Regions from separate parts of the Mus musculus genome. Here all the other regions are linked to region 1. A link is a contact called in public Hi-C and HiChIP or PLAC-seq data. All regions are on one chromosome and are shown on one strand. The core of a region is the stretch at or near the end of the contact, and the rest is flanking DNA. Distances in the headings are between cores, read along the strand shown. Region 1 overlaps Gm41950 (a long non-coding RNA gene). Region 2 has its middle 99 kb from the start of Gm23056. Region 3 has its middle 120 kb from the start of Gm23056. Region 4 holds the start of Mcm6 (minichromosome maintenance complex component 6). Region 5 overlaps Dars (aspartyl-tRNA synthetase). Region 6 holds the start of Dars (aspartyl-tRNA synthetase).

What was found. HiChIP or PLAC-seq counts read pairs in DNA pulled down with a chosen protein or histone mark. A called contact is a pair of places that touch in the nucleus more often than the background predicts.
Region 2: a contact with region 1 is called in a CTCF HiChIP or PLAC-seq map of CD8 T cells, with 6 read pairs. The contact joins two enhancer-like sites. A contact is called at or near these places in 1 of 15 datasets of contacts at CTCF or cohesin (CD8 T cells), 1 of 484 Hi-C or Micro-C datasets (regulatory T cells) and 3 of 115 datasets of contacts at active chromatin or transcription factors (CD8 T cells, bone marrow-derived macrophages and regulatory T cell precursor).
Region 3: a CTCF HiChIP or PLAC-seq map of CD8 T cells shows a contact between it and region 1, with 8 read pairs. The contact joins two enhancer-like sites. A contact is called at or near these places in 1 of 15 datasets of contacts at CTCF or cohesin (CD8 T cells), 4 of 484 Hi-C or Micro-C datasets (CD8 T cells and natural killer cells) and 5 of 115 datasets of contacts at active chromatin or transcription factors (CD8 T cells, embryonic stem cells, regulatory T cells and 2 more).
Region 4: a CTCF HiChIP or PLAC-seq map of CD8 T cells shows a contact between it and region 1, with 7 read pairs. The contact joins the promoter of Mcm6 here to the enhancer-like site in region 1. A contact is called at or near these places in 1 of 39 promoter capture datasets (pre-B cells), 1 of 15 datasets of contacts at CTCF or cohesin (CD8 T cells), 16 of 484 Hi-C or Micro-C datasets (the Ba/F3 cell line, bone marrow-derived macrophages, cerebral cortex and 11 more), 5 of 115 datasets of contacts at active chromatin or transcription factors (acute myeloid leukemia, bone marrow-derived macrophages, effector CD8 T cells and 2 more) and 3 of 9 other capture datasets (adipose tissue, liver and pancreatic islet).
Region 5: a Hi-C map of bone marrow-derived macrophages shows a contact between it and region 1, with 2.3 times the contacts expected there. The contact joins two enhancer-like sites. A contact is called at or near these places in 1 of 15 datasets of contacts at CTCF or cohesin (CD8 T cells), 3 of 484 Hi-C or Micro-C datasets (Sertoli cells, bone marrow-derived macrophages and muscle stem cells), 3 of 115 datasets of contacts at active chromatin or transcription factors (SST interneurons, bone marrow-derived dendritic cells and bone marrow-derived macrophages) and 1 of 9 other capture datasets (adipose tissue).
Region 6: a Hi-C map of B cells shows a contact between it and region 1, with 48 read pairs. The contact joins the promoter of Dars here to the enhancer-like site in region 1. A contact is called at or near these places in 3 of 39 promoter capture datasets (the C10 cell line, hippocampal neurons and neural stem cells), 2 of 15 datasets of contacts at CTCF or cohesin (CD8 T cells and large pre-B cells), 5 of 484 Hi-C or Micro-C datasets (B cells, Sertoli cells, cortical neurons and 2 more), 17 of 115 datasets of contacts at active chromatin or transcription factors (the 230-238 cell line, the SCID.adh cell line, SST interneurons and 13 more) and 2 of 9 other capture datasets (liver and pancreatic islet).

Annotation. Positions count from the first base shown.
Region 1 is chr1:128,546,497-128,550,252 of GRCm38.p6, reverse strand. Gm41950 (a long non-coding RNA gene) reads right to left here. Exons shown (of 3, transcript XR_878510.1): 3 at 847-964. Among named protein-coding and RNA genes, the nearest start is that of Gm41950, 6.0 kb to the right of the region's middle. Within about 2 kb of position 1,837, at least 105 of the 459 cell types and tissues checked have an H3K27ac peak or open chromatin away from gene starts, as enhancers often do. A contact at or near this core is called in the 230-238 cell line, B cells, the Ba/F3 cell line and 11 more, where this site is marked.
Region 2 is chr1:128,785,449-128,789,204 of GRCm38.p6, reverse strand. No RefSeq gene overlaps it. Among named protein-coding and RNA genes, the nearest start is that of Gm23056, 99 kb to the left of the region's middle. Within about 2 kb of position 1,719, at least 101 of the 459 cell types and tissues checked have an H3K27ac peak or open chromatin away from gene starts, as enhancers often do. A contact at or near this core is called in CD8 T cells, regulatory T cells and regulatory T cell precursor, where this site is marked.
Region 3 is chr1:128,765,294-128,769,049 of GRCm38.p6, reverse strand. No RefSeq gene overlaps it. Among named protein-coding and RNA genes, the nearest start is that of Gm23056, 120 kb to the left of the region's middle. Within about 2 kb of position 1,894, at least 69 of the 459 cell types and tissues checked have an H3K27ac peak or open chromatin away from gene starts, as enhancers often do. A contact at or near this core is called in CD8 T cells, natural killer cells, regulatory T cells and 2 more, where this site is marked.
Region 4 is chr1:128,357,622-128,361,377 of GRCm38.p6, reverse strand. It overlaps Mcm6 (minichromosome maintenance complex component 6), which reads left to right and starts at 1,673. Exons shown (of 17, transcript NM_008567.2): 1 at 1,673-1,919. The coding sequence starts at 1,813.
Region 5 is chr1:128,397,291-128,401,046 of GRCm38.p6, reverse strand. All of the region lies in intron 4 of Dars (aspartyl-tRNA synthetase), which reads left to right. Among named protein-coding and RNA genes, the nearest start is that of Dars, 18 kb to the left of the region's middle. Within about 2 kb of position 1,841, at least 103 of the 459 cell types and tissues checked have an H3K27ac peak or open chromatin away from gene starts, as enhancers often do. A contact at or near this core is called in bone marrow-derived macrophages and muscle stem cells, where this site is marked.
Region 6 is chr1:128,415,386-128,419,141 of GRCm38.p6, reverse strand. Dars (aspartyl-tRNA synthetase) reads left to right here and starts at 1,726. Exons shown (of 16, transcript NM_177445.5): 1 at 1,726-1,990; 2 at 3,731-3,756. The coding sequence starts at 1,925.

The DNA.
Region 1 (3,756 bases), core at 588-3,087:
GGTAGAAGAAGAGCGCTAACCGCTGTAAATTGTTCTCTGGCCTGTATGTGAGCTCTGTGGCACATGGATGCCTACATGCACACCACAGATATACCTATATACATACATACAAACTGTAACTTAAAGAAAAACACATCAAACCCTAGCTGCAATGCATGTCCCTTGGTTATAAGGAAGGCTGGGGAGGGGGAGAGGAAGGTCTAGGAATCAACTCAGGATTCTCACAGATTAAGATAAGAGAGGATTTAAATGTGTGTGGGGGTGACAGGCGAGAGTCTCATCGCAAACTGAGAATGCAGTGGCTAGCAATTGATAGTGACAGGGGAGATAGAGAAGTCACACAAGGAATGAACTCTGGGAGTCCAGTTCTGAACGCTGGAACAGCACAGAGTCTGTGGCAGGCTTTGCACTTAGCTCTAGCACACAAGGATTAAGCCGTGGCTGGAAGGCATATTGTTTAAGGGACAGAAAAGTAGGTCTAGGGGTAGATGGCTCAGTCAGGGAAGTGCTCTCCTGGCAAGCTTGAGGAACCTATGTTAAAAAAAAAAAAAAAAAGCCAGTTGTGATGGTCGTGGCTTAAAGTGAGAGTACGAGGAAGCAGGGACAGGCAGATCCCTGGGGCTCATGGGTACGCACAGCCAGGCTACTTAAGTTCCAGGCCAGTGAGAAATGTGGTCTTAAAAACCACAGTAGACACACTGTCTGCCGGTCTCTGTCTGTCTCTCTGACTGTCTGTCTGTCTATCTGTCTCTCTCTCTCTCTCTCTCTCTCTCTCTCTCTCTCTCTCTCTCTCTCTCTCTCTCTCTCACACACACACACACACACACACACACGGGGTTGGGGGAGAATGAGGTTTATTTAGCTTGAAATCTGGAATGCTAGACATCCAAGATTGGGCAGTTCCATTGGTTCAGCCTCTGGTGAGAGTCTCCTCAGACTGGATCACATCATAGTGAGTGACATCCTGGCAAGAAAGAGAGAATACGTGTGAATATATGATGAAACAGGAGGCCAGGAAGCCACTGGGGGGTCAGGTTTGTGCTGTCCTAAGAGCCTGCCCTCGGGGCAGCAAACCCCGATACTCTAAACATCTCTTCACAGACCTTTAACTCCACCACACTGAGAACCAAGTTCCATAAACCTTGCTTGGACTAAGCATATCCAAACCACACCAAACACTTTTGTCTCTATTGCTCTTTCTTTCCCTTTAGTGCAAAGTATATAAAATATCATCACAGCATTCTTGTCTATAGTTCAGTAGATGAGCATAGGATAGGGTTTCTAGAACTTTCTCATCTTGAAAATCTGAAGTGCCACACTCTTTAAACAATGACTCACCCTTTTTCTCTTCTCCTCGGTCCCTGGAAACCACCTTCTACTTTCTGTTTCTGTGAATTTGACTGCTTCACGTAGCTCACATAAGCAGCTTCACACACTGTTATGGTTAAAACCACACACACACACACACACACACACACACACACAATGGAGATGTGACTGCAGGGAGACAGGGCCACAGAGAGAAAGTTGGGCTCTCCATGTGATTTTTACAGTGTTAGCAAGGTAGAAGACTACAGTTCTAACAGTTCATCAGCCCACTACAAATGACACTCTAAATGACAACAGTGAGCTTAATGCATACACATGCCTCCAAGCTAAGTCCTTCAGCTACCACTGCTCTAACAAATGGCCACTTCTCAACACCTGATGCTACAAACTCTGGAGCCTCTGTGGAGGAGGTGTAACTCAACCCCTGGAAGTTCCAGACTATGGTCCCGGTCAAGTGCAAGTTGTGTCTTCCTCTAAACACCAGCAAACACAGCTTTCTATAAAGGGGTAGTTAAAAAATAGGAACTTAAAAAAATGCTTTGTGTATATGTGCTCATGTGTGTCAGTGCAAGAATATGCATGCCATGCTGCACGTGTGGAAGCCAGAGGACACCCTTGGGTATAGGTCTTTGCCGTCTACCTGGCTCCAGTGAGGATGCCCCTGTTCTTGTCCATCACTGGGAACACCACAGAGCTGGTTTCTGAGTCTCTGGCAGTTCTCCCCCTCCCCATAGGAGCACTGAGACAATCAACGCACACTGCCACATCTGTTTGTATGTGAGTTCTGGGGGTCCAGGCTCAGGTCCTCACAGTTGTGTGGCAAGTACTTTACCACTGAACCATCTCCCTGGTGCCCCCCCCCCCCGACACAAAACTCTTAAACTCACATGCTGTTCCAACAAAAACAGAAGACTCCAATCATGAAGGCATCTCTCTTTAAAAAAGAAAAATTGTTTTCCATGTTATGTGTGTGTATGTGCTATGTGTACCTGCTCTGTGCACCACACACATACAAGTACCTGCAGAGAGTGTGGGATCCTCTGGAGCGGGAGTTATGGGCAGCTCTGAGATGCTTGTGGTTTGTTTTTTGGATGATTTTTTTTTCTTGAGACACGAACCCCAGTGCTCTTCAGGTAAGTTCTTAATTGTTGGGCCACCTCTCCATCATAGTTCGTCTCTTTTAGCTTGGGAGTTTGAGGAAGGTCAGGATCTCACATAGCCCAGGCTGACCTCAAACTCACTAAATAACTGAAAATGACCTTGAACTCCTGGTCTTCCTGCCTACACCTCCAGAGTACGGAATCACAAGTCCATAGTGCCATTTGTGGGTTATTGTGATACCAGAGATCAAACCCAGGGCCTCATGCATGAGAGGCAAACTCTACCAGCTCAGGCACATCCCTATCCCTCAAATCCTCTTTTAAGGTGAGAGGAATTCTCTTTTTCCAGACTTGTCCAAAGAAAAGGCACTTTTGACAGAAGAGCCCTTTTCCTGACCGCTTGCTTCGCAAAGAACAAAAGATAGAAAGAGATCTTTGTGAAACATTGTGTCCAGGCCTTGCTGCTGATGTTTAACCCATACTTCCTGCGTGTAAAGCCAGCGACTCTGTGAGCACCTCCAACTTGAGTGCAAAGAGAGCCTGTACTCCCTGCAGGGCCCTAATCTTAGGAAGATCTGAGTAAGGAAAGAAAGGGAAAGGGGGCCAAGGTGCTTTCACGCTCATTAGCATTTTCAATTTCCTTTTCCAGCCCTCTTCCTGCTCCCTTCCTCTCACCACAATGAGCTAATTCTTCCTGATCGATGGTGGCTTGTAGATAACCGGCTGGGCTTTCTTGTTCTCATATTCTCCTGTCCATCACACAATGCGTTCCAAATGCAGCTTAGATGGAAGATGGCTGAACCTGAGCATCTTAAATATCCACAGAGCATGTTTCTCTTTCAAGCTGCTTCTTCCTTCAGCTTTCATAAAGGGAGAAGAAACCCTGGCTTCCTCGACCTTATTCTTTAGAGTCACAAAAGGGATACATGAACCATGTGGATGCTGGAGAAATAGTTCAGTTGTTAAAATGAATTGTCCCACAGGCATGAAAACCTAATTTCTGTCATCAGCATCCACATAAGAAGTGTGTGTGTGTGTCTGTGTGTGTGTCTGTGTGTGTGTGTGTGTGTGTGTTGTTGGGGGTGTGTGTGTGTGTGTGTGTGTGTGTGTGTGTGTGTGTGTGTGTGTGTGTCTGTATATGCTTGTAATCCCAGAACAGAAGAAGCTGAGATATGAGGGTCTCTGGGCTCAGGGAGCAGGAAGAGTATGCAAATACAGTAAACTCCAGGTCCAGTGAGGAAACTCTATCTCAAAAGCTAGGTGAAGGGAGCCAGAAAGACAAGTGAGCACTTCATCGTGCTTGATGCTCTTCCGGAAGACCTGAGTT
Region 2 (3,756 bases), core at 470-2,969, 240 kb before region 1:
GAGGTTTGCTGGACAGACAGACATACCAGCCAAATCAGAGAGTTTCAGGTTAAAAAGTGAGCAAACTGGCTGGAGAGTTGGCTCAGTCGGTTAAGAACACTCGCTACTCTTGCAGAGGACCAGGGTTTGATTCCCAGCATCCATGCGGCAGCTCACAACCATCTGTAACTCCAGTCTGAGGAAATCCAATCCAACCCACACGCACAAGATTAAAATAAATCAATTCAAAGTATACCTTGTTTTTTTTTTAAATGTCAGACACCTTGTCTCAAAATCCAAGTTGGTCAATGCTTGAGGAATGACAGCCAAGGTGTTCTCTCTCTTTCTCTCTCTCTCTCTCTCTCTCATACAATTTTGGAGATATGATGAAATATGAGAAAGTAATGTCTGTGGATAAAAACCAAGCAAACAAGAGAAAAATACAATCATTTGTATAGCTAGCCTCTTCACCCAATGCCTCCTGCAGCCCATACTTTGTGTGCATTTGTGTGCATGTAGGTACATGTGTTGTGTTTATGTGCCTATAGGTATGTGCGTGTTTGTGTGTGTCGGTACATGTGTGTTTATGTACAAGCAGGTAACCTGTATGCCCATGTGTCTTATACATTATTTTTTACCTGGGAATTCCTTTTCTCTCCCCTCTTGTTCCCTTCCATATCCCTGGGATCCTGAGAGCTACAACTATAGAGCTACAGCTGCGGCTGAACAAGTTTCCTCACAGAGAGCCATCTAGAGGCATCAAAAGATCACTACCTCAACAACCGGCAAACGGTATCAAGGCCGGTGTACTGCTCCAGCAATGGCCAGATTGTTACACTGCTGCATCAGCCTGCAGGTTAATTGCTCCTGTGACAAAGACAGAGAGCCAACTGTCACCTACTACATTGAAGCGCTTAGGCCAGACTCTGTTGTGCTCCATAACCATTCTCATATTCTTCTGAAGCTTCCAAGAGACCAGAAAAGACGGAGCCTAAAAGAAGAGCAATAGCTTCACATTAGCCACCCATCTAGAAGGCTGCTCTTCGTTCTTATCCTCCACTCCCTCCCGCCCTGAGGCAGCCATCGGCCACTTCAGTAGCCTTGAAGGCATCCAGGGATGAACCAAACACTCTTTGTCTTTTTGTCATCTGATAGATCCGTGTCCCTTAGTTTCTGGTTTCTATTTGTGCAAAACCAAAAATTAAATTTCTGGTTTCGATCTGGCTCCTGGTTTCTGAAAGGATCTGGCCAAGGCTTTTGTTCATTAGTTTTTTTTTTTTTTTATTTCAAGCACATTTAGAGTCTCTGAAGTCGCCTGAAATAATTACCAGCCCACTGATTCTAATACACAGTTCATCATATTCTAACATTGACTGCCCAGGTGCAAATCTATATTCCCTTCAGACTTAAGAGCAAATTTCCCCTGAGTAATGCCTGCCCTGCTATTTTATCCTAGCTAATATTGATCTTCCTACTCTCCTCTGTAGCCCCTTGCAGTGTGCCAATAATTTTGTTATAGAAACCTTTTATTAATGGACTCTCGTGGCTTAATTTTGTTTAGGTAACTTTAGAAAAAAAAGACAAAAGAGCAACAGTTGGGGGAAAAAAGTGTTATTTGCTCCAAAAGTTAGGCCACCTGTGAAGTGGCTTGTAGGAGTTGAGGTGACAGTGTGAGTAGGCAGTGCTGTTATAAACAAAAGTTCTACCAGCTGTCACAGTGAGTCACCCGGAACAGGAGGATGTCCCACTAAGCTGCAGATTTTGATTATACCCTGAGCCGGGGTGGCACCAAGCCCAGAGTGACTGACACATCTAGACCTAAGCCAACCAGACACCTCGTGGGCTGACTGTGCCGGTGATGCCGAGACACCCAAACTGAGAAAGCCCAAGATGTACGTGGAGAAACTGTGGGTTGACATGTCCGACATGTTTGACGTGAGAAGGACTGTTTTGCCTCAAGACCAGCCTCTACCCAAAGCGATTAAATCAGTCTCTGAGACAGGAGCTAGTTTTTCCCAGGCCGACTGAGTTCTCTGAGAGACTGTTTCTTCAGAGTGAAAGTAATGACAGGAAAGACCAGACCCACAATCCCAGGGGCCTGACCACAGATGAAGCTGCCACCAAAACTCCCCAAGAGGAGGTCAGCGGCTGGACCCAGGGCAGAAGCCTTGCAGAGCTCACACCTGCTCAGACCTGGGCTTTCCAACCGCACTGGTTGGGCCTCTGTTGCCACAGACGCAGGTTACATCACACTCTGGTTGTTGTCAGGAGAAGTGACTGCACGCTGAGCGGAGGGAGCCATCTTCAAGTCTGCTTTTTATCCTGACATTGTAGATCTATCCTAGCTAGCTCTGAGATTAGAGAACAGAAGATAATTAAATCTACCATATGTTCTCTCTAAACACCTACCGTGTTAGCCTGGGATCATACCAGAAACTCTTTCAACCGAGGAAAGTTTAATATTAAGGTTGTTAAAGACAAATCATTCCTGCAAATAGGTAGGTGTTTGTATAGGTGGGTAAGATGATTGGTTAGATGGATTAGATGGATAGATGGTTGGCTGATGGTTGGCAGATGGTTGAATAGGTGGTTATGTGGGTGGATGAAGGATGGATGGATGGATGGATGGATGGATGGATGGATGGATGGATGGATGGATGGATAAAAGTTGGTTGTAGGGTGGATGGATGAATGATATAGGTAAGATGGATGAATGGATATGTATATTGGGTAGGTAAATATATAATGGGTATATATTATATATATGGATTAGTGCTTTATGTGGCAGATAAAAAAGGATAGAAAGGTAGATTAAGAGATGGAAAATGGAGGACTGAAAAGGAATCAGGCATAAATTCCAGAAAATGTAGAAGAAGAAATTAAGTAGCTATTTGCCTTGAATGCACAAAGATCCCTGCACTTAAAACAGAGGGGTGGATGTTGGGGACAGGATGCATATTGTTAATAGTAGGAGAAAACAAATCTGAGAATGTGAGATATCACCACACAGAAGATGGTTTAGAGAGAAGAGAGCAAACAGTATTGTGGTGCTGGTGGGGAATGGCAGAGAGAAGAAAATCTTGGGAAAGGCAAAAGAGCATTGCTTATCTTGGTAACTTTGGCAAAGTGTCTTTGATAGTCAAAACCTTGAGGCAGGCACAGTCTTACATCATCATATGACATCATTTCATGTAGCCATTTGTCCATACACTCTACTGATTCCTTCCCTTCACCAACTCATAGAATGTGTGCCAAAGGAACCTGAGAGGTGCTTTTTGGTTTAGAAGTGTTTACTATTGTGTCCATGTATAGACAAAACTAAGACCTGGCTTTCCTCAAGGGTTGTACAGGGTGAAAGCCTTTTACCCCCCCCCCCCACACACACAGCTGGAAGAGCTACATTCAATGAACTTATAAATAGCCTTTGACACCACTGGCACATAGAACTTGTCTTTTCCTGCCCCTCCTTCAAGTCTTTCACTGAACCCAGCAATGCTCTACTAAAGATCAGGAAAAGGAAACATATTTCAAGCCTCCTACCATTGTGCTATTTGTTGACAGTAGAAAATTTAGTAAAAAGGTTAAAGGGCTGGCTACAATGGCTTTAAGAGTCAAGTGTAAATTTTCTCTTGAGCAGGGACCATCAAGGAGCTAGGGGGTATAGTTCAGTTAACAAGGTACTTGTCTGGCATGAACAAAACCCTGGATTCCATCTCTACTATACTGGATAAAACACAACATAGTAATGTACTATGTAGGAAGTAAGTGGAGACAGGA
Region 3 (3,756 bases), core at 645-3,144, 220 kb before region 1:
GGATCTCTTCACCTGGACCCCTGTACGTAACCTCTCACCGGTGCTCCTGTGAGAAAGCCCTCACCCAGGATCTTATAAGCAATCTTAATCCAACTCATTGACTCACAGAAAACAGAGGTGAAAATAAAGAGGGGACAAGTTAGTAAATAAAGAAAGCAGCAGTGGGTAGGGGGAGATAGGAGAGAGCAACAGGGCAAACACAACCAAAGTATACGCTTTACAGAAATGGCATAATGAAACCATTATTATAGATCATTAACGCATGCTCTTTAAAAAGCTTGTTTAAAAGATCAAAGCGCCTGGTCTCTAGTTCTGCTTTAAACTGTCTGGTCTGAGAGGGACAACTGAGTTGGCTGTTTATTCTCATAAATCATCCACTTTTCCAGATCACTCCTTGTGATTCCTGAGTCATAACCAGTGGGGAACAGACTCACTCATAAACAGATTATGAAAATTCAACAGTTTAAAATCTAACAGGCCAGCCTACAGACTTGTCACAGATGAATGATACTCTGGGGTCATAAAACCATAACGGGCACACGGCGAAGATGACACCCTGCCGATCTGACTCCTTCCCTCCTTGGAAAGATGGCGATGTTTCCTCTGGGACCCACGGAAAACGCCATGCATGGTATGGAGTGTACCTGCTATCCCCAGCACTGGGAAGTAGAGACAGCAGGATCCCTGGGGCTAGCCAGGCAGCCTCCATACTCAAGGAGCTCCAGGTTCAGGGAGAGACAGTGTCTCAAACAAACAAGGTGCTTCATCCATGAGGAGCAATTGAGGTTGTCTTCTGACTTCCACATTCATGCGTAAATGTGCATGTACAGGCATGCCCACACAAACACGCACCAAGGAGATAAAAGACTGTACTCTGCTTTGACTAGATGTTGCAATACCTGCTCAAGCCATCCACGGCTCAGTCATGACTGAGAATGGACTCCAGGTTACAGAGTGAAACTTTCCTTTCATTCGGAAGGATTGTACAGCTGTAAATGTAACTTTCATTCGCCTGATGTAATTGTCATCTCTGTGGCTTAATGCCCGGTAAACCCTCACTTTCTAGTTCTTTCTGAACTCTAGCTGGCTGGTTCAACTAGCTGTTCTAGACCAAATTCCTCTCCAAACTGACTGATTCAATCTGGCTTCAATCTCAGCTTCTGACTGAGTTGCTCTGCTCTGCTTGGCCTCAAACTAACTTTGGTAATCTGCTCTCGTCTTCTAGCTCATTCTGTCTTCACCTGTGTCTCGCTGTTCTCTCTGAAACCTGTCTCTGTAAAACTGTCCTGGTTAAAAACTGCTTCTGAACTCCATGGACTGAAAGGCCAACAAATGAACTGCCATGAACTTGACTTCACTCCACTGGCTCTCAATAGACTGAAGTGACTGCTGCTCTCTCTGCACTGTTCTTAAGCCGCCTCTCATTTCTGCCTGCTCTTGCGAGAATTGGGCACATCCTATCTCTGACTCATTCTGCCAAACCTTTCTCTGATTTGTCACTTTGACCATCCCCTAATTAAACATCACTTTTGACCATGGCTGCTTCCTTCTACAAACTAACCTTACTTCATTGTTAGGGATTAAAGGTGAGTACTAAGGGTGTATCTATATTCCAGATCATATTATAATCCAGGGAATGCCTGCATTCCAGCCAGATCATATAGACCTTGGATGTTTTTGGATGTGATTCCTTACCAGAGCGACCATGTTGCTGGTTTAAAATTGCTCTACACACAGCCATCTTAGGGGCCGTGCTAAAGGGTAGTAGTCACTTTCACAAATGAAACTGCTAAGGGAAAACAAAGCTACCATCAGATGACATAGCACATCTCCATGCATAGTCGGTGGATGGAGTGGTATTGTTTCGTTACCCTTCTGGCTGCTTTTACACCAGCCTGCTTCCTGTCTGAGTCTTCTATGCAAAACCTGACCTTAAATTGGGCTGGCTAGTGCCAACTTAAAGCTTTGAGGTTTTCTCGAGTATTGAATACCACTTTTGAAAGGCTAGAAAAAAAAGAAAACAGGATGTATCTATCTGAGGTTCACGGGTACTTGAAACCTATGTTGTGAGGTCTTCTGCGGGGGCTAGCCACCTGATACAAGATTCTCCACGTGTGACCTTTCTTAAACACAGAGTCAAACGTGTGACTTCCCTACAGTCTAGCCTCATCGTTAAACAGATATCCCAGCTTCAAGCCTGTGCTCTTCATCTTGATAGACCATCCAAACCTCTGCCGCCCAGGGACTGTGTTTATGAAGCCATCTGCCTAGGCTCTCCAAGTCATGGCTCTGAGCCTAGCTGCTCGCAGTCCACTCTACACACAAAGGAAAGCAACTCTTCCCCCCCCCCCTTCCTTTTCTCTTTCTCCCTCCCTTCCTTGTTTGCTTTGGGGTGTGTATATGTGTACACACAAGCATGCAGAGGCCAAAAGTTGAAATCAGGTGTCTACCTCAATAACTCTCCACCTTAAAAAAAACAAAAAACAAAACACAAAACAAAACAAAACAACAACAACAACAAAAAAAACCAGGGCACTTTGTTGAACTCGGAGCTGCTGGTTTGATTTGGATAGACTGACTGGCCACAGGCTCCTCCTTGCTCCAGCTCCACAGTGCTGAGATTACAGGCACGTATCATTACCTCTAGCTTTTTTGTTTAAACACGAGTGTTGGCATAGAGAGCCCAGCTCCTCGTGTTTGCCTGGGTAGCCCTTTATTGACTGAACCCACTCCTCCCCTTCTTTTATACTGAAGTTCATGACACCAGCAAGGGTCAGTACCTTCTTTGGAATACAGGGACTCATTGATCAATGAAAAATAAAGAGACATTTATCTTCTCACATCCAGTTTTTAAAGCTATAATCTTCCTTTATTCCATGGTATTAATTGCAGAAATCGTTCAGAAAAACCAGTTCATCCGACTGATATTGCCACTGAACTTCTGATCTGTATTTTAGAAGCTTCTGGACCCTCTTTTGATCCCCCCTTACAGAAGTTTGGAAGCAAGTGTTGTATACAGTTTTCAGGAACATATGTCAAAGATATCATATTTTATATGTCAGAGAGGAAGGCTATGAAGCCATGCAGGAGGGAGGGAAGAAGACGTGGGGATCTCCTGGCTCTAGGCTTGGACTGTCTGGGCAAGTACTTTCAGTGCCCTCCTGGTGAAACCCAGCTGCCCACACAGAGTCAGAACAGATTTGACAAAGGTTAACCAACCATCTTGGGGGAACTTCTGTGGCCACTAACAGTTATCTGAAAACATGGGCCTGAGGTTTGTCATACCTTACTGGGAGACTCACAGTTCCGGGGACTATCAGTAGTGTCTGTCAGTCTGAGGAGCAGTGGGGATTTCCAACACTAGGGGATGAATGATCATTCCTTGTTGGTCAGGGTCCCCCAAGGGTCCCCTTATAGTCTTGTAAATGCAGCCCCGTAGCACCATTCTCCAGAGGAAGAAACAGGTCAGGAGAAGCAGAAAAGAAAGCGAGCCCTAAGTGCAAGTCTTCCATCCAGAGAACTGACCTGTGCATCCATGGCCTCATCTTTAAAACCGGGCTAGTAATCTCTGCCTAGCTGGGTTTTCAGAAGAGAATATATGCAATGGCACTTTAAGGATGTAAAAAGCACCAAATAAGTGAAATATGTCAACACAATGTTCATTTATGACACCAACTGGCCACCAGGAATGAAATTGCTAAAGTCACTTGTAGACATTTGCTGATGCGGTAAAAAATTCGAACAAACTAAAAGTCC
Region 4 (3,756 bases), core at 424-2,923, 190 kb after region 1:
TGACGTGAGAAGATTTACCTTAAATCTGCATCTTTTGTAATCAGAAGACCCACACCCTAAAAGCCCCGGAGTGGTTTTTGGAAGGCAAGGGCAGCTGGATCTCTTGACTTCAAGGCCAGCCTGGTCTACAAATCAGGTTCCAGGAAGCCAGGATTACTACACATAGAAATACTGGCGCACGCCTTTAATCCCAGCACTCGGGAGGCAGAGGCAGGCAGATTTCTGAGTTCGAGGACAGCCAGGGCTACACAGAGAAACCCTGTCTCGAAAAAAACAAAAAAACAAAAAAAAAAAGAAAAAAAGAAAAAGAAAAGAAATACTCTCTCTAAAAATAAAAAGGCCCATCCAATATCTGGGCCACACCTGGTGACAGCATACCTAAAATGACACAGAAGGAAGCCTTTTGTGCGTTTGCCTGCCTGTCCTCACTCTCACTGGCAAGTCCATCTATCATCCTGCTGCTGAGGCAGCAATTAATGTATTAGAACCTGTTTCTTCAGGACTCCCAACATTTAATGAAAACCTGCTAAGACATCCAGCCTTGTGGGCTGAACCACCATCTGCTTGGCGTTTTTATTGGAAGACAGCCACTGTTGAGCTAGCCAGACAACAGCCTGTATGCTAAACTTAGTAAATCCTGTGTGTGTGTCTTTATCAGTTTTGTTTCTCTAGAAAGCCCCAGGATTCTCACTCAGTGAAGGCTACATTTGGAGTTGGCAAAGGAGGGAGGGATTTGAGGCTTCAAGTCTTCAACACCTTCAATTGCAGATCTCTATAGTATATTTCCTAATAGATTATAAAAGTATTAATTTTATATACTCTGCCTGGCATTAAATTTTTAACATCCAGTAAGCCTCGAAAAAGTGACTTATTTATTCTGGTCCAGGTTTACTGTGTCCTGGAAGCCCAGGATAAAAGTGCTGGTGGTGAAACAAGTTATCAGCACTAAGCTATCAAAGTCGAGGAGGGACTGGCAATGTGGATCATTTACTAGCAAGGTAGTCCTTGTTCTACACTCAGAAGGCTTTAGGTTCAGTCCCAGCACCACGTGAACCCAGAATTCAAGGCCAGCCTGGGCTATGTGAGACCCTCTCAGTTTAAAAAAGAAAAGAAAGTCAAATGGTATGCAGATTGTCAGAATATATCTATCTCTGTCTTTTTAAGTGTATGTGTATGCACATGTGTTCTTAGAAGTCAGAAGAGGGTATCAAAGTCGCTAAGCTGGAGTTAAAGGTGGTGACTGTCTCATGTAGCTGCTAAGAAACAAGCTTGGGTCCGCTGCGGAATGAGTTACTCTCTAAGCCTTTGCTCCTGTCCTCCACCTGACTTTTAAGGGGCTCTCTCCTGTAGTTTGGTTTGCTCATACCTTACTTCCTCCAGATGCACAATTCACAGTAGGTTTAACCCTGAGTGACCAAAAACAAAACAAAAAAACCCAAAAAAGTCTATACATAAACTCTGGGGGTAAAGGGAGAGAGGGAGGGGTTAGCTCCTCAAGCCAAAACAACCAGAGGGTGGGTGCGACTACATTGCGCATGGGCAAAAGCTTCATGGCGTATGCTTTTGGCGCGAAAAGTGCGTGCGGTGGGCGGGGCTCTGTACGGAACCGCCATTGATTGGACGGGTTTGGCGCGAAGTAGCTCAGCTCCTACCCTGTTATTGGCTGAGGTGAGAGGGCGGGGCTAGCCGGAGGCGCGCGCGAAGTGGCAGCGCGGAAGGAGCTACGCGTGGAACCTGCGGCCGGGCTATCTGCAGCTGCGGACTCTCCTCCGCGGTGGTCTTCCCTCAGCAGCGCGTACTCTCGGCGCCGCCATGGACCTCGCAGCGGCCGCGGAGCCCGGCGCCGGAAGCCAGCACCCGGAGGTGCGCGACGAGGTGGCCGAGAAATGCCAGAAGCTGTTCCTAGACTTCCTGGAAGAGTGAGTGGCCTCCGGGGGCTCGCGGGCCGGGCGGAGACCGGGGCCATGTGTGCTCCGGAAGGGATGGGCCCCGGCCCGGCGGGAATCCGAAGCCTCCTCGACTCCTTTCTTCACCGCAGCGCTCCCTTGTGTCATACTGTGCTGCTTTTTCATTACGTTTCTAAAACAGGGTTTCGAACTCGCTGTGTAGCCAAAGATGATTTTGAACTTGTAATCCTCCAGCCTCCGCTTAGCTTGTGCTGGAATGACAGATGTGCACCGCCATGACTAGTTGGGGCGATGCTGGGAATGAATCCCAGCAGGACTCACGTCGCAACCCAGTGAGGCCAGAGTTTGGTTTTTTGGGAGGTGGGGGGGGGGGGGGGGGGCGTTACCTCTTGAGTAGGGTTGGGCACACAGCCCAGAACCAGGAGCTTGCAATGCAAGCAAACCTGGGCCAGCTCGTTCTAACAGGAATCTATGGCTTGATGACTGTTCAGTGAAATGAGTTCTGCCCTATATAATGAAAGAATTGTTCTAGACATCTAGCTGCCTCCTTCCCATCCCTCCCTCCGCTTCTAGCACCTAGCAGCAACCACATACCAGTGTGCTCCTTACTCTTCCGCCTCCAATAGTAAACAATTCTTTTCTTTTTCTTTTTAAAGATTATGTCAGTATATAACAAAAACTTAAGAGTTTTGACCTTTTGGGAGTGTACAACAAGCATCTTGAGGTGCATTCAACTTGTACAATGATCCCTGTTTGAAACTCTTCCAACTCTACCTACTAAATAGTTAGAGCCTCTCTAACTCTCCTAGCCTCCTGACACCTGCCACACTTCTAACATTGAACTGGATCACTATAGGTGCCTCCGATAAGTGTGTGTGGCTAATTTTGCTAGACATGCAGCTTATTGTAATCAAGGGTTTGCCTTTTAAGGCAGAATAAAATGACATGGCACGCGTATACTGGTTACCACATATTGCTGATCTAGTCGTCCTTTTGGCTCTACAGCTATCTTTTGAAGTTCTGCTATACTTAAAACTGTAAGCAGGCCAGTGTTGGGCACAAGCCAGCGGTAGACGGATCCTATGAGTTCAAGGCCAGCCTGGTCTACAAAGTGAGTTCCAGGACAGAGCTCAGGGCTACATAGAAAGTCTGGTGCTGAAAAACAAAACAAACAAAAATAACCCTCTGGAATTTAAATTCTATGTTCCAACCTTTGTAATGTTTTTGGCAGTCGGTACAGCTGCTTGTCCTTCAAAACCCAAGTCTCCTTTTGATTAAAGTCTGTGTAAACCAGCAGTTCTCAACATGTAGATCAGGATCCCTTGGGGCACATACCAGATCCATATGCACAGTATGGTCCATAACAGCAAAATTAGTTATGAAGTAGCAATGAGATGGTTTTATGGTTGGGGTCATCACACATGAGGAACTGTATTAAAGGGTCTCAGCGTTAAGGTCGAGAACCACTACTTTAGACCATTCAGGCAACAAGCAGTAGCTACTTCTTTGCCTGTGATCCCAGCAGGCCTGCTATTTTCCAGATGCCAAGGGCCTTTTCTTGGTAGCTAAGAGCTGGAGCTAAGCATAAACAGGACTTAGTTTTTAAAATAATCAACTTCCATTCACAGAGCAGCTTTGCTTTTGCTTGCAGAAGAGTCTAAATATTTCTTTTTTGTTTGTTTTTATTTTGAGACAGGGTTTCTTTGTGTAGCCCCTTCAACTCAGACATGTGCTTAACTCTGCCTCCCAAGCACTGGGGCTAAAGGTGTGCACTGTCGCCACCCAGCTATGTCTAAATTTTCTGTTAGTTTCATTTTCCATGAGTCACCACGGGTGGCTCAGCTATCTA
Region 5 (3,756 bases), core at 592-3,091, 150 kb after region 1:
AGTGGGGGTTAAGATTGAAGACTTACAGCCTTTAGATACTTTCATTAGTTAGCAGAATTCTTGAGGATATTTGCTTTTTATCCTCTCATTTATAAGTATAATTACCCAAGAAATATTTGGAAAACAGTGAGTTCCATAAAATATGCAGTGGCCTCCTATTAAGATCAAAACAACACATGACCAGCTTCTAAACCAGTTCTGGGTGTTGTGCTTAAATACAGTGAAAAGCTTACTTATGTTTTTAGCTGACGTTAAAAATTTGAGGACCAATGAAGCATGAAGTGATTGAAAAGAATATTTTGTAGCACATTGTTTGGGGGAAGCCAGCTGCTTAGGGAGTGGGCCAGCTAACAGTGCTGCCAGAATCTGGTTTAGAAAATAATACCCGCAGAAATGAAGAAAAGGCTGCTTTTAACCCTCATTTAGTGTTTACTTCTTTCCTGGGTCAGTTTTACATATGAAATACTTGTGGCTGATTTTACTGCAGAGGGAGGACCTGAACTCTGTTGGCTCTCTAGGTGTTTCCATTTTGAAGATTGCAACCCAAGGACACTGGACAATAAAACAGTGAACTTACTCTACAAAGTGGGGGGGAGAATGGTATTTATATGTTAATTCCATACAGCCCTATGTTTAACCCTATTCCCATTGGTCTTTTACCAGGTGGAGAAAAGCTAGGACTCCACTATTAAAAATACCAAATCAGATAGTTCCAGCTGGGGTTTCCTAATCACTTAAAAGGCAAAAATCAAGGTCACTTTTAATATCTTAAGTAGATAATGATCTTAGCATTTACTTTAGATATTAAATCTGAGTCCTTATTGACTAAACTGTATTGCTAATTTTGAGCTTTTGAAATTTTTTTCCTTGAAAAGAAACATTGGAATTTAATGTGGAGGGAAATGTGTCCTGGGATCGTCCAGTTTATCAATATTCTCACCCAAAAGTTGGCTCACTAATTAGATTCAGTGCCATAGGACGCTTGAGCAGATCATTTTAATCAATCTGTTAGATCAATTTTCTTGTGACTGAATGAGCAGAAAAATGAAGCAGCTGAATGAATTACACAGGGAGGTTGGCACATCCGCCTCCATAGGGATTTTAAGGCCAGAATCTTAATTGTGTGTCTGAAATGGTTGACGGTCTTTCTGAAAATGGAATTTCTCGGGAAGCAGAGGGCTGAGCTTTTGACCTCACTTTACATTGTCACCTGATTCTTTAAAGAGCTGAGCAAGAAGTCGGACTTTTTTTCTTTTGAAAAAAGTTTTTAATTCATTATCATTTGTGTGAGTTACAATTAAGTCTTATAAAGGCAGTTTTTTGGATTTGTTTGTTTTTATTTTGGTAAGGTGCTCTGGAAGCCTTTCAGTATCGAGTATTAATAGCGGACAACAGTTAATATAAATGCAAGTTTTTGAGGCTTAAGGCTGATTTTGTAGCAGCAGCTTTAAAGAGCTGTAACTAATATGGATAGTAATTTCAATGTTTGTTTTGTTAGAGACAGTCTCTCACCTTGTACCCTGGCTGGCCTGGAACTTGCTGTATAGACAAGTTTGACTTGGAACTCACAGAGTTCTCCTGGCCTCTGCTTCAGTAGTTTTTAAAATTAAGAATTACGTATTATTCTTCATCCTCACTCTACCTCAACATCAGGCTGTTTTGACTCTGAAAACAAAGTTTATTCTGTACATAAATATATGTGCTTGGCTTTATTTTTCTTTGTATTAGTCATTGTGGTTAAATGATTTACTGATAGCAGCTGAGTCACAAGTACATTCCTCATTCTCTAGTGAGTCACCTAGCTACATACTAGTTTTGTTTACTTTCCTTCCTTTGAGATATTTCTCCTAAAATAGATATTTCACTGGTTGGTAGGTATAAACATTCTGATTTACTACATTGTAACTATTAGAGCTGTGAAATAGAAAGACTATTACTCAGAAGTCTCACTGACTTAGAAAACTTATTTATTAACATCTGTACTGGTCCGGGCACTTGGCCAAACTTGGGTCAACAAGGGGAAAAAGATTAAAAACTATGGAAACATATTAGTTTGCTGGTAAGAGTAAATACTTACCTAGAGTTGAGACCCAAAGAAGCCAATTATCCACTTGGATAAGTTGGTAGCTTAGGCTAAGCCTTTGCATTGTTATTCATTACTGCTCCTTGAACCTACGTGCTTTGACTCTTTGTTGGAACAAGTTGCTATCTGTTAGGGAAGAAATGACTATGTAGCTCTGTCCTGAAATTTTGGATAAAGGTATGCTTTAAAAATTAGTCTAGGGAGCTGGGCAGTGATGGCGCACGCCTTTAATCCCAGCACTTGGGAAGCTGAGGCAGGCGGATTTCTGAGTTCGAGGCTAGCCTGGTCTACAGAGTGAGTTCCAGGACAGCCAGGGATCCACAGAGAAACCCTGTCTCGAAAAACAAAAAAACAAAACAACAACAACAAAAAATTAATCTAGGAAGCCTGGAGAGATAATTCAACAATTAAGGGAGCGAATTATTCTTACAGAGAACTGGATCTGATTATCAGCTGCATAGCAGCTCATAACTGTTTATAGCCCCAGTTGCAGGGGATTTGACATCCTCTTCTGGCACCTGTAAGCACTGTGCACATATGGTGTGAAGGCAAAACAGCCATGTACAAATGTATAAGTAATTTTTAAAAAAACTTAAGTCTAAGACTGGGAAGATTTCTCAGTGGGTAAAGCATTTGCCATATCATTTAAGCTTATGGACCTGATTTTGAATCACCCATGTAAATAATGAACACAGGATCCTACAGGTCTGTAATCCCAGTACTTGTACAGGGATATAGAAGAGTAAAGACAGGAGACTTCCTGGAAGCTCTGGCTGGCTAGCCTGGCATACAAAGCAGGAAAATGATAAGAAGACCCTGTCTCAAACAAACTAGAAGGCAAGGATTGGCACTGTAAGTTATTCTCTGACCTTAGGAGCTCCATACACACATAAGATTAAGTCTGAAATCTGATGTCAGAAATTCCCAGCTAGTTTATGGCATTAAATCACCTAGCTTAAATATAATTAATGACTTATTATTTCATACAAAGATTCTGCTGAGCTCTGCTGAAGTTGACAACATTAGGGCATCAAACTATATCAGTGCTATTGAAGAAGGTAATAAGATTCCTGAACATTGGAAAACTCTTAGCAGGTGGCCCATTACTTGGCGTGTCACAAAGCTTTAGAGAAACATTGTAGCCCATAGGGTCTTAAGAATGAAAGTGTAGCCAGACGTGGTGGCACACATGCCTTTAATCCCAGCACTTGGGAGGCAGAGGCAGGAGGATTTCTGAGTTTGAGGACAGCCTGGTCTACAAAGTGAGTTCCAGGACAGCCAGGGATACACAGAGAAACCCTGTCTGGGGGCGGGGGGTGGGGTGGGGGGGGTCTCCAAAAAAGAATGAAAGTGTATTGTTTGCAAGTGTGAAGATATATTTAAATTTAGTGCTACTTTTTGGTTTAGTAACAAATAACCTTTGACTTATTTGTGGTCAGCTGATTATTTAACTCCTTAGGATCTGGGTGTTTTGTTTTGTTTTTTCATCTTTAAATGATAATCCCTACCTTATGGGCACTTGTATAGTGTAAATGGAATGGTGTTTGTGTGCCTCAAGCACTAAACATAACTGGAACTTAGAAGGAAATGGCTGGGTGATAATTCGGGCAGTGCTGTAGAGATGTGCATATTGCAGTGACTTATGAGCTACAAAATAAAAGTGTGTTAAGCTT
Region 6 (3,756 bases), core at 477-2,976, 130 kb after region 1:
GTCTTGTAAGGAAAGGGAGATAAACAGATTTGAATTCCTGGTTTTAAACACAAGTTTTACAGTATTCGATAGAAAAAGTCATAGTTGATATTTCTTACACATATTTACATCGTTACTCCAAAGTTATGACCTAAATAAGAATATTCTATCAAAGCAAAGGAGCACAGTAAGACATATGCAGGAAAACAACAAGAAACAAACAAACAAAAGGAGTCTTGTGGACACACTGAAATATGACAATTCCACCCTACCAAATGACAATAGAATTTATATGTTGCCTTCTGTCGATCAGGGCATACATTAGTACTAAGGCTAAGAGAATAAATACTTCTTTTAGAAATGGAGCCAATTCAGATGCTTTCTGCATTGGAATCCCTTGACTATAATGGAATGTGCTATTGACCATAAGTATTCACTATCATTCCCTAAGGAATGAATACATTCTTCTGTTTTGAGCAAACAGTAGCAGATTAAGATGTGTCTCTTCTCGGCAGTCAGCCTGCGTCAAGTAGAAAGATCAGCTCAGGATCCTGGCCAGAACCATCAGTAATCATTTTATTGCCAATGGTTTATATAACGCTTAGCACAAAGCACATATTTATAACCACTGATGAGTTAATTGAACCATATTTTCCCCCACCTATAACTACATAGTAAACTACACTTCTGGAGCCACCATATCTATCTTACCTGGATTCCAGATCTAAGTAAAATCTTACCTGGATTCCAGATCTAAGTAAAGTTATTCCCAGAGAGCTTTCATTTGAGGGGATAAGGTAGGGTTGGGGAGGAGGGTCCAATTGTATCCTGTTAACAAGTATTGACCATGACATTTTATGTCAAGATAAGACACTACAGACAGCTAAAATGTGACAAAGACGGCTAAAGCTTGTGTCCAGCACCGGAAGTAGTATGTAATCAAGTCTTCAAATTTCATCCCAACAAACTTTTCCTTCTTGGTTGTTGTTTTAAGATAGAGTCTCACTACGCAAACAAGGCTGGCCTCTGCTTCCTGAGTGCTGTTAACTGCAGGCCCGAATTACCAAAGCCCACATTCAATAAAAACGACAGCATTTTTCAAAAGTCTAATTTAGGGAAGATTCACCCATTAGACAACCAACACTATACTATGCATTGCCTTTCACAACACAACAAGTCAAGGAAAACCTGTAGGCTATTGCTTTTAAAACAGTACTCCATCCTGCCTTAGGAGCCTACCTGCCTACCTCTAACACAGCATCCTGCCTTCCCACACAGAGCAGGTTGCCCAGAGACCTCCTCTGACCCAAGAGACAGGCTTCCACAGGGCAGTGAAGGCATCAATTCCAAAAGCGGAGATCCCAGCTGGCAGGACGCGAGACAAGCTGTCTGCCAGGGAGGGTGAAACAATGATACTCACCCCACCCCCAACTCCCTGTCTCTAAATATACAAGTAAGCAAGCTCGTGGTGTTTCACACTCTTAATCCCAGCACTCAGGGAGCAGAGGCAGGAGGATCCTCGTGAGTTCCAGGCCAGACAGCATTACACAGACCCTGTCTTTAAAATAATTAGAATTAAATTTAAAAAGAGGGACTCTGGGAGCAAGGGGAAGACAATTAACTGGAATGAAGTTAGACCAAGAGGGTAGGTATGTCAAGAGGCTCTGCAGGGAAGATTCCTCGGAGCCTATCCTGCGAGACCACACCCACTTCTGGGCCACGCCCCATGACTCCCGTGGGCGGGGCAGAGGGAGGAGCTGGCGGCGGCGCGCGAGAGCTCGCTGTGGCTCTCGCGATATTTCCGAAGCCAAGGTTCCACGCGGAGACTGGGGGCTTAGAACCCGGGCTGGGAGGGCGAGACTGTGCGGGAGGGAGCCGCTTCTTAGCCTGTCCTACGGAAGCCTGCGAGGGAGGGTGGTATCCACTCCCCAAATCCAGTGTCCTGATGCCCAGCACCAACGCCAGCCGTAAGGGTCAGGAGAAGCCGCGGGAGATCGTGGACGCGGCGGAAGTGGGTTTCCTCCTTTCCCCCCGGGTCGGGGAGTGCGCTGAGGGAGGGAGTGGGGCGATCCGGGCGCCGCTTCCGTAGCTCCCGTCAGCGCTTTACTCGCAGGCCGCGGCGTGGGGTGTCGCGTCGCAGGCCAGTGCTCCCGAGGACCCCAGGGGCCGTGCCTGGGCTCGCGGCCTCAACTACTCGGGACTGTTAACTCTTGGGACCGTGGCCTGGAAGAACCGTGTTCCTGGGGGTGGGGGGACAGGCAAACGTGGGCGCTCGCGGAACCGGAAGTAGCTGCGGCGAGGTTCACTCGAGCCTTCCTAGGTTAGCACGTCCTGCACGGAACACACCAGCCCAGTCCCCGGACATTTCTGATAAAGCACCACTAATCGATACCCTCAGCCCTCATAATGTTCTGGCCAGTAAAGACAGCCCTTTGCAGCACGAGCTGCCAGTGTATTTAATGACTTTTCCTTGTGACAGCTGCCAACACGTGTTATCTTGGTTTCCTTTCTCAGTGACTCTGTGAGGTAGGGTAGTGCAATTCCCAGAGATAACCCTCAGTGATCCATAGCACTTTGCAGAAGTCAAGGTTTGAAATCCTCTAAGTTAGGTGTTTGTAGTAATACTTAAGTCTTAATCTTTTCCTGGCTCCTAATTTTTTGGTGGAGGAATTCAGCATTTGCTAACTACATCATAACTCAGAATAATAAGTTACTATTTAGTTCTGCTGAAATGTGAGTACTAAATAGAAACAATAACACTTTTTTTTCTTATTTTCACCCCCCTTTGGTTCAAATGCACCACCTATTTATGGCACATACCATTATGTGACAGTTCTCTCATATTGAAGAAACAATTTCAACAAGAGAATGTAGAAGAACAGAAACTGTTTCAGACATCTTTCAAAACTACCTTGTTAAAAAAAAATTTAAGGAAATTATTTTTGTGTGTTAGTGTGTCTAATTGTATAAATTATCAACACACCATTGTAAGTAGTATAGGTATAAGATACAGTATATGGTAGACATTATAATAGAGTTCTATAAATAAATGGAAGGAACTTAAGAACATTGTAGAGGTAAGGTAAGATAAAATGAAAGACTACGTAACTGTTTAATAAGTGTAGTTTATAGCCTGAACTTCAGCTCCTCTTCCTAACTTACTCCATGAAATTTGATAATATTGCCATTCTCAAACTATGTAACCTGTTATTAGTTGTAGAAATAGGAGGCAGGTGAATTTTCTGGTCGTGTTTTACAAAAGGAAAGTTGTAGTTAGCGTGTATCAAACAGCTCCGATTTCTAACAAGTGAACATCTGGTGCTCAGAAACCTTACCCAAAGCGTTGGTTCTCTTTGAACACCTCTTCCTGTGATAGGAAGTTAATAAAACTGTAGGACTTCATCTTACTCCCTTCACAGGGCAAATTTATATCTCTTCTTTGAAGTAGATTAATCTCCCTTGGAATAAGGTAGTTAAGAAGCATTCTATGCATGTGTAAGTTATACCTGGGAGTACTATTATGCATGATATATCTATGCACATATGTAAATATAATAAATATATAACCAGAAACTGGGTGCTTTTTTTCTTTGTAGTAAGCACATACATAAGTGAACAAATTTCCATATTTAAAATGGCTGAGTTTAAAAGTGTACTTTTGGAAATTAATACAAATTTATTTGTAGTTCTAGGTACTTGTATTTATGTATTTAAATTAAAAGTCATTTTACCAAAAAATTTTTTTCCCTAGGATTATGCTAAAGAGAGATATGGGAT